Regions from separate parts of the Zea mays genome. Here all the other regions are linked to region 2. The links are chromatin contacts, called in public Hi-C maps. All regions are on one chromosome and are shown on one strand. The core of a region is the stretch at or near the end of the contact, and the rest is flanking DNA. Distances in the headings are between cores, read along the strand shown.

What was found. A called contact is a pair of places that touch in the nucleus more often than the background predicts.
Region 1: a contact with region 2 is called in a Hi-C map of endosperm, with 3 times the contacts expected there. The contact joins the promoter of LOC100275060 here to the promoter of LOC103653897 in region 2. A contact is called at or near these places in 2 of 25 Hi-C or Micro-C datasets (ear and endosperm).
Region 3: a contact with region 2 is called in a Hi-C map of tassel, with 3 times the contacts expected there. The contact joins the promoter of LOC103653898 here to the promoter of LOC103653897 in region 2. A contact is called at or near these places in 3 of 25 Hi-C or Micro-C datasets (bundle sheath, ear and tassel) and 1 of 3 datasets of contacts at active chromatin or transcription factors (leaf).

What each region holds. Positions count from the first base shown.
Region 1 is chr4:159,228,439-159,232,268 of Zm-B73-REFERENCE-NAM-5.0, forward strand. It overlaps LOC100275060, which reads right to left and starts at 1,814. Exons shown (of 2, transcript NM_001363922.1): 1 at 1,772-1,814; 2 at 1,027-1,673. The coding sequence starts at 1,624. The coding sequence ends at 1,235.
Region 2 is chr4:159,413,683-159,417,177 of Zm-B73-REFERENCE-NAM-5.0, forward strand. It overlaps LOC103653897 (heterodimeric geranylgeranyl pyrophosphate synthase small subunit, chloroplastic), which reads right to left and starts at 1,605. Exons shown (of 1, transcript XM_008680705.4): 1 at 32-1,605. The coding sequence starts at 1,495. The coding sequence ends at 467.
Region 3 is chr4:159,625,775-159,629,622 of Zm-B73-REFERENCE-NAM-5.0, forward strand. It overlaps LOC103653898 (GDSL esterase/lipase At4g16230), which reads right to left and starts at 2,320. Exons shown (of 5, transcript XM_008680706.2): 1 at 1,568-2,320; 2 at 1,326-1,462; 3 at 973-1,206; 4 at 594-861; 5 at 1-427. The coding sequence starts at 1,838. The coding sequence ends at 207. LOC100282230 reads right to left here. Exons shown (of 5, transcript NM_001371845.1): 2 at 3,763-3,848; 3 at 3,409-3,651; 4 at 3,058-3,307; 5 at 2,424-2,946. The coding sequence ends at 2,717.

The DNA.
Region 1 (3,830 bases), core at 564-3,063, 190 kb before region 2:
TATTGCACTAGTATTTATATATTATTATGGAGGAATAACCCTCTGCTATTCGCTTCGGATTAAAACCGACTGTTTAGACTGCTACAACTAATAAAGAGATAATAAAACCACTGTATAAAAAGTAGGAAACAATACGGATTAAAACCGAGCCGAGCGAAAGCTGGCCGTTGAACGCACACCCGGTATGTAGGACCAGGCTGTGCTTCAACATGTTTGCATCGCCCGAGAGCCTGTAAAGGCTATATACTGGCTCTGACGATCTGCCGGTCTTTCGTTTCTCTCGCGGTCTCGCCTCCGCCCCTCCTGTGCTGTGCATATGTGCAGTGCTTCACAGTTTACCTTGTCTCGCCCGTACTCCATTTCTGCGAGAGAGAAAACCTCACCTTTACATCGTCCGGGGCTCCGGGCGATGAGCAGCAGCGTCAATCCACTGCACATTGTGGCTCCAGCTAAGGAATCAAGGCGAGCACTAATGAAAAACTCGCATCCGATCGACTCGGCACTGAAGCTGATTGGACGCTGGCAAATGATGATACACACCACAGGCGGACCCAGTAGGCCATGGCGCTCACTAATCGCCACCCTTCCGATCCGATCATGCATAAGCCACAACTGTAACCCTCTCGTGTACACAGATCTTATCGTACTACTGTACACTTCAAGAGGAATCTTGTGGCCTGGCAACCATTTGGCCATTTCTCGCACCCTGCAGCAGCCAGCGCGGCGCACGGGGCACCTGCTGCTTGATCAGTATTCACTGCCACATACACATGGAGCAGGACAACAACTTGACGGCAAAGAAAGAGACTTGACACGCTGCCATGCATGGTTCCTTTTCCCAGTTCATTGTCCTTTTCTTTAATCTATGGGGTTTTTTGTTTAGGATTATAATATATTCAGATTATATAATCTAATTTATTTTTGAACTATTATACAAACAAATAGGCCCATAATCTCAGAAACGGGGGGAGGCCGGGGGGTTGGTAATTTTCTGAATCGATCGATCGGTCCAAGTAGTGGCAAATGCCAGATTGAAACAAGTGACATTTCAAATTTGTGATGCAACCATCGGACGCTCATTTTGGCCCAATCGATCGGCACGTCGCGAACGCGACCCAAGGAAGAAGAGCCCGAAAATTTGGGGAAAGCTAGCTAGCTAGCTATATACAAGCAGAATGTAGCTAGAATACAGAGTACTACACAAACGTACGTACGCACGCACGCCTAGCTCTAGCTAAAAGCACTCCTCCGGGATGCACTGCAGCGCCGGCGACCAGCGGCCCCGGCGCCTTCCGGCAGCAGCCACCGCGTCGGCCGCAGCAGCCTGCTGCTTCCTGGCGTGCTGGCGGCGCTTCAGCACGCTGACGAGCTGCTCCAGCGCCGGCGGCAGCCCGGCGAAGGCGCCGCCGCTCCCGGCGGCGGCGACGGCCGCCGCCACCTGCTTGAGCTGCTGCTTGCTGAGCACGATCTTGACGCGCATCGCGCCCTCGGCGGCGACGCTCTCCCCCGTGGAACGCTCGATGGCCGTGGCCGTCTCGGTGTCCAGCTGCAGCCGCGGGCACCTCACCAGCCTCCGCCCGTCCCTCCTGCACGTAGCCGGCGCGGCAGCAGCCTCCAGCTCCATGGATCGCCCGTCTATCCTTCGATCTGGTAACGCCAGTAGGCAGTAGTAGCTAGAGAACAAGTGAACAACGGAGGAATATTATGTAACAACACTGTCACTTGTGCGTGTCCAAGCTAGGGTTTTTATGTAGAGAGAAGAGGAGCTTACGAGCGAGACAGCTCAGAGGTGTTTGTCTATGTAACTAAAAAAAATATTGGAAAGGGACGCAGCAGGTGGAACCTTTTCCATTTTCCACAGTTCGATCGGTTGTTTAAATACTGCGGATATACAGATGTACTAACGGTACTTGCAGCCTGTCAAACGCTACGATGCATGCGCAGTCAGCGGGCCCCACGCGTCACATGTCACTGAAGAATTCCTGAGGACCGGCACCACTGCGTCATTGCAGGTCTGATCTGGATTTCTCATCGGCTTAGTTCTTGTCCGGTTATTTCTATTTCAAATGTATTGGATAAGATTAGAAAATTTTAGAAAGAGTTTTAACTTACTATGAATTTAAATTTATCCAATCTGACATCTAACCACGTGATTGGTTACCAGGGTGCTGGACGCCCGCATCGCGCCGGCCTGGCCCGCTGGAAACGCGGAGGAAATGCGTTTCCACGCATGCAGGCGAGTGAGCACAAAAAATACTACACTGCATGAGCGGGTACATGTTGTCCTCCTGCTCTGCAGCCAACCAAACATATGCCAAAGCACGGTCAACGGGATGAGGCCAGCCTAGGCGCAGTAGTCTGAGCAACCAATCACGTGGTAAATGAACTGTTTGGCTGCAAGAACTAAAAAATAATGGAGGGATTCACGTCAAGATTAAAAAATACTCCCTCCATTATCTTTCTTAGAAGAATCTCACACTTGATCCAAACTATTAAAAAAATATAAAGATTCATAATATTAAATCATTATATTATTAAAAAAATACAAATAGTAAAGAATCTAATGGTGTTTATTTGGTATTATCAATATTATTATTTGTTTTGTTATACATGTCGGCGTTTCGGACCCGCGAGGTCCGTCAACCGACTAGTGAATTTGTTGCTGCGTGCCCCTGCCCAGATGGGTTGATGCAAGATGGAACACAAGCAGGGGAATGAAGCTTATATTATCTTGCACCGGGGTGCTCGTAGTAGGGGTTACAAGCATCGCGAGAGAGAGAGAGAGAGTCTCTGCATGCATCCGTCTCTGTCTCAACGTCAACGTATTGCGTCAACGTGTCTCCCCGTCTGTCCTCGTGCGAACCTGCCTTAGGAAGGCTCTAGACATCCCCTTTTATAGATACAAGGAGATGTCCAGCTGTATAATGGGGGTGTAGCTAAGTGCTAGCGTGGCTGGCGGAGAAGCGCCTTGAGCCCTGTACACGAGCTAACGTGGCCGTCGGAGAAGTGCCTTGAGCCCTGTAGAAGCACAGGTGGCGGTGCGGCATGGATCCTGCTGACGTTGTCTTGCTTCCGTAGGGAGCTGAGAACCCTTGACGTCAGGGATGCACGCGGGGAACCATCATTACCTGCTATCGGAGTAGTTTGATGTGAATCCGGTCTTGTTCCTTCGTAGCAAAGGATGGCTAGCTAGCGGTAGGGTAATGATGCATCCCCTGTAGCGTAGTCGGTCCGAGGCCGAGGTCGGGCGAGGCGGAGACTTCTCCTGAGGCCGAGTTTTGAGGTCGAGCGTGGATGTGACTCCTCCCGAGGCCGAGGCTGAGGCCGAGGCCCTAGGTCGGGTGAGACGGGGACCTTCCCCCAAGGCCGAGGCCTGGGGTCGGGCGAGGCAGAGACCTTCCTCGAGGCCGGGGCTGAGGCCGAGGCCTGGGTCGGGCGAGGCGGAGCTCGATGTCGCGCCCGAGGCCGAACTTAGGAGAGGTCACGACTTACTGTTGCTAGTCTTACCCTGGTGGTTGGCACATTAGCCGGAGCGGGGTCGAACAGTCCTGTTTTCCTGTCAGAACAGTCAGTGAAAGGGCGAAGTGACTGCGGTCACTTCAACCTTGCCGACTAAGGCACGCGTGTCAGGATAAGGTGTCAGGCGATCCCCGCATTAAATGCGCATGCGATACGGTCGGTTGGTAAGGCGATTTGGCCAAGGTCGCTGCACGACAAAGTTCGCCCCAAGCTGGGCTTTGGGCGAGCCGAGGGTGCGCTCACTGCCTGAGGAGGCCCTCGGGCGAGGCGTGAATCCCCCCGGGACTACTGTTCCCGCCCGAGGCCGAGGC
Region 2 (3,495 bases), core at 355-2,854:
AATGTAATGTGACGAAATACCTTGTATTGTATACGAAAATCTGAACTTCTTGCACAATCAAAATTCAGAAAAGTAGGTTTGGCGAGGTGAACCTTACACTTCTCATTCGAAAACCTAAAAAAAACAGATGTTTTTCAGTTTCATCTAAGAGCTTAATCTGTCTATCCACCATGGTGGTGAACTCATCCAAACTTAAACAGCAGAAGAACCGAGTGGTTGCATGAGCATTTACCACTTAGATTTATTAGCTTACTACAAGTATCAAACCCAATTTCAAGTTCTAAACATCTAATGCCGGGATAACAATTCTCCATTATGAACCATCCCCCGAATTACGAGCTTCAGAACATCTAGATAAAATAGGGATTAGATCTATGCCAGATAAAGCTCTCACCAAATTCCTAGGCCATGTACATCTCACTAGCTCGAAGCCTCCAATTTTCAGTAGCAACAGCGATCGTCCACTCTACAGAGTTGCCGCTGCATCCTGGAGCTCAAACCCTCTCTCCACCGCGTAGTCCACGAAGCTGTATAAAGGCAGCACCCGATCGCCGTACTTATCCGAGAACCTGTCAGCCTCTGTCTTGGCCTGAGCCTTGAGCTCCTCCACAATGCCGAGCGCGCGGTCCATCCCCAGCGAACGCAGGACGCTGGCGTTGCTCCTCATCTTGCCGTTTCCCGATGCGCTCCGGATGTCGTCCACGAGCTCGTACAGGACGCCGATGGTGCGGCCGTAGCGCCGCAACGCGGCCTCCTCGTCGGGCCGGGCCCCACCGAGCATGGCGCCGCAGGCGGCGGAGCACTCGGCCATCTCGCCGAACTTCTTCGTCAGGACCTGCATGACCTCGGCCTCGCCAAGGGCGGTAGCGCCGGCCAGATCGAGGAACTGACCGGCCGCCATGCCGGTGGATCCGACCGCACGAGCGAGCTCCGCGAGGACGCGCATGAGGACGGCGTGGGGGACCGGGTCCGGGCACGGGGTGTGGGAGATGACGTGGGTGTAGGCGAGCGGGAAGAGAGCGTCGCCCGCGAGGACGGCCATGTCGGTGCCGTACGCCGCGTGCGTGGATGGGCGCCCGCGTCGCGTGGGGGCTGCGTCGAAGCAGGGCAGGTCGTCGTGCACGAGCGACGCCGCGTGGAGCATCTCCAGCGCGGCGGCGGCGGGGAGTGCGGCCGCGCGCGGGGCGCCGAGGAGCTCGCACGCGGCGACGCAGAGCACGGGGGGCGCCCGTTTGGCGGCTCCCTCCTTGCCGGCGCCCGGGAGCACCGCGTACCGCATGGCGGAGTGGATGCTCTCCGGAGGCTGCATGGGCATCGCGGCGTCGAGTTCGGACTCCACATCGGCGATCAGAGAGGTCCAATAGCGGCGCAGGTCGAATGACGCAGAGGCAGCGGGAGCGTCAGAGGACGCCCGGGCAGTGAGCAAGCGGCGGGAGTAGTTGGAGTAGGGGACCTTGGGGACGGGGAGGATGATGAAGAGGGAGGAGAGAGCCATGGCGGTGGAGAATTTGGGAGGATTGGGGTTAGATGTGGTTTGCAGCACTTGGGTGCGCGGTGACTGCGATGTCTGAGTCTGACGGATGAAAGTGGAAATGCAAACTGTGAGGACAGATTTAATATTGTAAAATGCATATGTATACAATTTTATGTTATAAAATATTATTACAAAAATAATAAAATATTGTATAAATTGCTTTATATATTATTTGCCCTTTATAATAAAAAGTTTGAAAATTTTACTGAATTTATTTCTGAATCCATACTGAATTATTTGAGAGCACATAGAATATATTTTATATTTACTTTTTTATGAATCTTTATAAACCCAATGTTAAAAAGAATAATACAAAATTTATATAGTATATTCTATCTTATTTATTCGCATTCAAAGAAAAACAACAAAAAAAACCCAATTATCCAATAAATATCATTTTCGACCGTTTTCATCTATGTCTCTAGTCATTGGATATGTTTTTCAATGGTCTTTTAAACGTGAGCGGTGAGCCAATATAAAAGTATTTTAACGTATCTCATTATAAAAGCTCGAACTTTTATATCAATGTTATTAAAAAGGTTTTGTAACATACAACAATCCGTATTTTTTTCATATATATCATTCTTGTCACATTCATAAATCTGCATAACATAACGTACCCAATTTAAAATATTAGCATATAGCACGTGTTAACGTTAGGATCTAAAAAGCGGCGACCATGACGCGAGGGAGATGTCGATGGCGGCAGAGCAAGTGAGGTGAGCGGGGTTGCGAGGGATGGGGAGGGGAGGGGAGGGGAGGCAGGGAACGATAGGGTCACGGGATATGAAGGGGATGGGGGATAATCTAAATAATATTAACCATCATATTTGAGTTAGTAAAGAAGAAGTAGGTTACAATTTGTTAGGTGAGTTTTGCAAAGTTTAAACTGGTAGATTATATAGTGGTATAGATGCACGTGAGTAGGGACCGATATCGAGCCTGCTGGACTCGTTATGGCTCGTTACTGTAATGAGCTAACTCGGCTTGGCTCATTATGGAGCTCGAGGTAGCTCATTAGGCTCGCGATCCACACAACTAAATACAAAGATCTATATATATCTCTACCACTTAAGACTATAGTGTAGGCGTTCACAGTGCACGGTTCTGCCCCCTCCCCCCCCCCCCCCCCCCCCCACTCCGACATCCTCCCCCTCTGCTCCGCTCCCCATTGCGCCCTCCTCACCCTCCCAGCTGCGATCCCCATCAACTGCAATCTCCGGAGGGGACGCGCCGGCGCCGGAGCTGCCGGGGGCAGAGCTGGCGGCCATCTTCCGGGTGCGGACCTTCTCGGCGACCCGACGTGGTCGTAGCTCCACCCACGGCCCTGCGCCGACACGGCGTGGCCGGGCCTGTCGTGCGAGCTCGCGCCCGACGACGCGCGCGTGCTCCGCGCCACCCGCCTCCACCTGGGCCCCGACGTCGCAACCCCGCCCTGCACGCCCGGGGCCAGGCTCGAGCCCGCCTCGCTGCGCGGCCCGCCGCACCTCCGTATGCTCTCCATCTTCGGCTGCTTCGGCACCGCCCAGGGCCCCATCAAGTTGCCGCCCGCGCTGTTCACGTCATCGTCCTCACTCGAGCAGATCGTGCTCAATTCAACCCCGGCCTCACCGGCCCCATACCGGCGATGTTGGTTCTTATTTCGGTAAATATTGTGTTATCTGAATAATCTGCAGAGAGGAGCTTGACTATGAGGTTAGGGAAGAAGGATAGCTACTACTATACTAGCAGTGCATGTTTTACTCTGCAGGTATCCAGAGTAGTGTTTGAATCAGTGCAATCGGTCAGTTTTGACTACTACTACTACTCTGCCATTTACTAGAGCTTCTTGTTGTATGCAGTGTATGGTTCTTATTTTGGTAGCAAAACTGTAATTTGAGAAAGCTTATAAAACAACAGTAAGACATGCCTTTGGTTGATTATTCTTTGCGTTTGTAAGTTCGCTATCAAGATGGTTCTTT
Region 3 (3,848 bases), core at 1,070-3,569, 210 kb after region 2:
TGAAATAAACAATACAAGAACAAACAAATTTCTGCTTGAAGCACACGGGCTGGCCTTGCGCGGATCCCTATGACAGATTTGACTGCGTTCGGAACCAGCTAGCTGCTGACCCCGTCCGGTAGTGCGTGCGACTACTGCTTATTGGTTGGTAGTACAACAATTCGGAGCAAAGCGTCTTGAGGAATCCCTTGAAAAAATTCGCAGAATCACAGCATCGCGAGCTCCCTGACGTTGACGGGGTTGACGAAGGTCTGGTTGCCGGCGAAGATCGTCTGCGCGGCGATGGCCGAGACGGCCTGCGAGGGATGGTTGGCGTCCCAGAACAGGTACTCGTCGCGGTCGGCGCACACCGGCGCCGTCTCGTTGCACGCGAGCGCCGCCCCGAACGGGCCACCGCCGCAGCACGCGGCCTCCAGGTCCGTGAAGTCTGCAGGCAGGTACACACAGTGGAGCAAACGGTACATGCATCATCAGATCGATCAGAAGAAGAAAAAGAAGAAGAAGAGAAATGACCGGTGATCATCTGCCGAAATCAACCGGCACGCATTCGCGTAGGGGGGAAGGAAGGACGAATTGAAGGAGAGATGGCTTACTCCAGGCCTCGGTCCGCGGGTTTTGGAAGACGAAGGAGACCATCGCGTAGGCGTCGGCGAGGGAGTAGGCCATGCCGGGCAGCTGGTCGCTGAGCTGCTGCAGCATCCCCGCGAGCATCGGGTAGGAGCTGAGCGACAGGTCGTTGAGCGGGTCGAAGCAGCCCTGCGTTCCCAGCTGCTTCAGCCGGCGCAGCCTCTGCGACGGGATGCACCCCAGCGGCGGGATGCTGATGACGCTGAACTTCCTCGCGCCCATTTCGTACAGCGACTGCGTGCAGGTTTGTGAAAGTGCAGAAGCAGAATTTATTCTAGCCGGCCTGAGGAGGATCTGGCGATTGATGACGAGTGCGGCTTGTAGTGAGCAGTACGTAGTACGCACCATGATGTAGTGCTTGTAGGCATCGACCAGGGCACCCAAGAACGCTTCGTCGTCGTCGTCGTCGGCACGGGACGACGCGGAGTACTCGAACATGTCGTTGCTGCCGGTGCTGATGAAAAAGATGGACTTGCGGAGGAGAGCGGCGGTCTTCCTCTGACCCGAGAGCTTGACCATGCGGTCAACAACCCCCGAGAAGTGCTCCAGCTGGACGGACATGGGGATCACCTCGCCAAACTGCACAAAACACGTACGCGACGCGCGAGGGGTTTTTTTTCCAGAGACATGGGTTAGCTTAGCTAGCTTCGTTCTGTGGTCAAGCAAGGACGAGTGCAGTGCAGTGCGTGCGTGTGTACCAGTACTCTGCCGGTCGAGTCCAAGAGCCCGGACCCTGCCGACGCGAAGCTGATGCCCTTGCACATGTGAGACCGGATGCCCTTCTCCGACAGGGAGAGGTAAGCCGGCGGGCTCTTGGTGAAGCCGAGGCCTCGAGCTGTGTTCGATCACCGCCATGCGCAACCAGTCAGTCAGTGACCACAGAAACACACAGTACACAGATCGTTGCTGAGCTCTCCTCTGGCAGTTCGGTTCGTCGTACCTAGCAGGTCTGCCGTGTTGAAGCCGTTACTGAACCGCCCGGTCGGCTTGGACCCGGGGAAGTCGATGCCGTACTGCGGGTAGTTGGCTCTGGCCGCGGCGGTGACGTTGAGGCAGTTGTTGTTGCCCACGTCCACCGTGGAGTCGCCGAACACGAACGCCGCGGGGACAAGCCGCGAGTGCCTGCTGGCCTCCGCGTTCGTTGCCACGAGCACGAGCAGGCACACGGTGGCCACCAGCACGGATAGGGGGCCCGTCCGCCGGTTGGCCATCGGATCGGTCGCTGTGGCTTTTGCTTGCTGTTGCTGGTGTGCTCTCGTCGGGTTTTTTTTTTTCCTTTCAGGTGGTGACTGGTGACTGACTGGTGAGGGGGTTTATATGCACCGTGACAGGATGCACATGGTTCCATCAGCGTAGCGTTAGCATCGACGAGCTCGCCAATACGCTGTTTCCGTTCTGGAACGGAATTGTCAATGTTGTTAACGTTCTGTGGAATCATCTGGATGATGCCGTTTTCATCCAAATTCCAAACTGCTAAGGTCCGAGAATGTGTCGTATAAAAAGGCTGAAATAAAAAAAAAATTGTGCGAGTGTTGTTTGAACAGGTCCACATGGCCTAGCTAGACCGGTAGCGCCTAGGGAGGCAACAAGCGACGACGTCGCGACAGATGCACAGCTGCTGCAGCTTAGGACAGATCAGCTGGGACCAAGAACGGCATGCGTTGGTGGCCTGCAGGAATGTACCGACATGCTTAGAGCCTGCGCTCGGATCCAAAGGGCGTGAGCGTGACGCTCTCACTGGCTCCTACACCAGGTATTTCTGGGCGCGCTCTCCGGAATTTTTAGTCGAGGACGCGTAAAAAAAGATTCAGTTAAAGTTGTCCAGGAGAGGTGTAGACGATGTCACGTACACGGTACACCCGTACCTCTGCAGCAGCATGATGTAAATTCGTTCACAGTCCAAACTACGCCGGCGGCGTCGGTCATCATCATCTAAACCAAACCACGGTCGAGAAACATACAGCGAACACAGCAGCCATGCACGCATCCGTCGTCCTCTACACACCAACGACCATATTCACCACAGTCCGCAGCAGAGAACAGAGACACGTCCCTACGTCCTCGTGCTAGCTCTAGCTGTGCTAGCTAGCTAGCACCGGTCGTCTTCGGCCAGCTGCCTGAAGTTCATCGGCGCGGCGAAGTGGAGCGAGCCGTTGTAGATGGCGGCGGCGGCGATCTTGGAGGCGGCGTGCGTGGGGTGCAGCAGGTCCCAGAACAGGTACTGGTGTCGGTTGTCGCACAGCGTCGCGTTGGGCGTGCACCCGGACTTGCCGTTGAACCGGCCCGACCCGCAGCACGCGTTCGTCACGTCCTTGAACCCTGCACCGTAACCCCGGCCAGCTAAGTTATTATCTGCAGGTGAAAGCGTCGTCGTGCGTGTCTGTCGAGCTAGCTAGGGAGAGGCACACGTGTATGTACGTACGTACGTACCCAGCCTTTGAGGGTGCTTCATGATGCTCTGCACGACGGCGTGGGAGCTCCCGACGGAGTACCTGAGCCCCTGGAAGCTCACGCCGAGGCCGTGCATGGCCGCCCTGACGCCCTCGTTGAACCCGCGCGCCAGCTCGTTGAGCACGTCGATGCAGGCGCCCAGCGGGTGCAGGCTCCTCGGGTAGGGGCAGCACCCGACCGGCGGGACGTCGATCACGGCGAACTTCCGAGCCCCGAGCACGTACAGAGCCTGAACGACCACCACACCACCACCAACACGTTTAATGATCCGAGGTTTCTCTGCTGCATGCGTGGTGGTTTCAGAGGCGGCGTTGAGGCAACCTACTTTACCTTCACATGGTTCTGGTACAGCGCGACGAGGTTGGCGACGAACCGCCGCTTGTCGGCGTCCGACGGCGTGCTGTTCCGCGCGAAGAAGGCGAACAGGTCGTTGCCGCCGGTGCTGACGAGGAACAGGGACCGCGACAGCAGGGCGTCGGCAGCAGCAGACCCGTTGCCGACGCGCGACGAGATGTTGCGCCGCACGGAGGCGAACTGCTCCACCTGCTTGCTCAGCGGGATGATGGAGCTCCCCTGCACATGAACAGAGAGTGATGTGATCCACGCGCAGTGTGTGTTGTCATCTTTGCTCGCGGTAGTCGACGTGCTCCGGTCTGGTCACTCACACGGGTGAGGGTGGCTTACCGTCGTGTCGAGGATGCCTGATCCTGCAGAGGCGAAGTTCACTCCCAGGAGACCTCGGAAGACCTGCCTGTTGGTCTTGTTGGCCA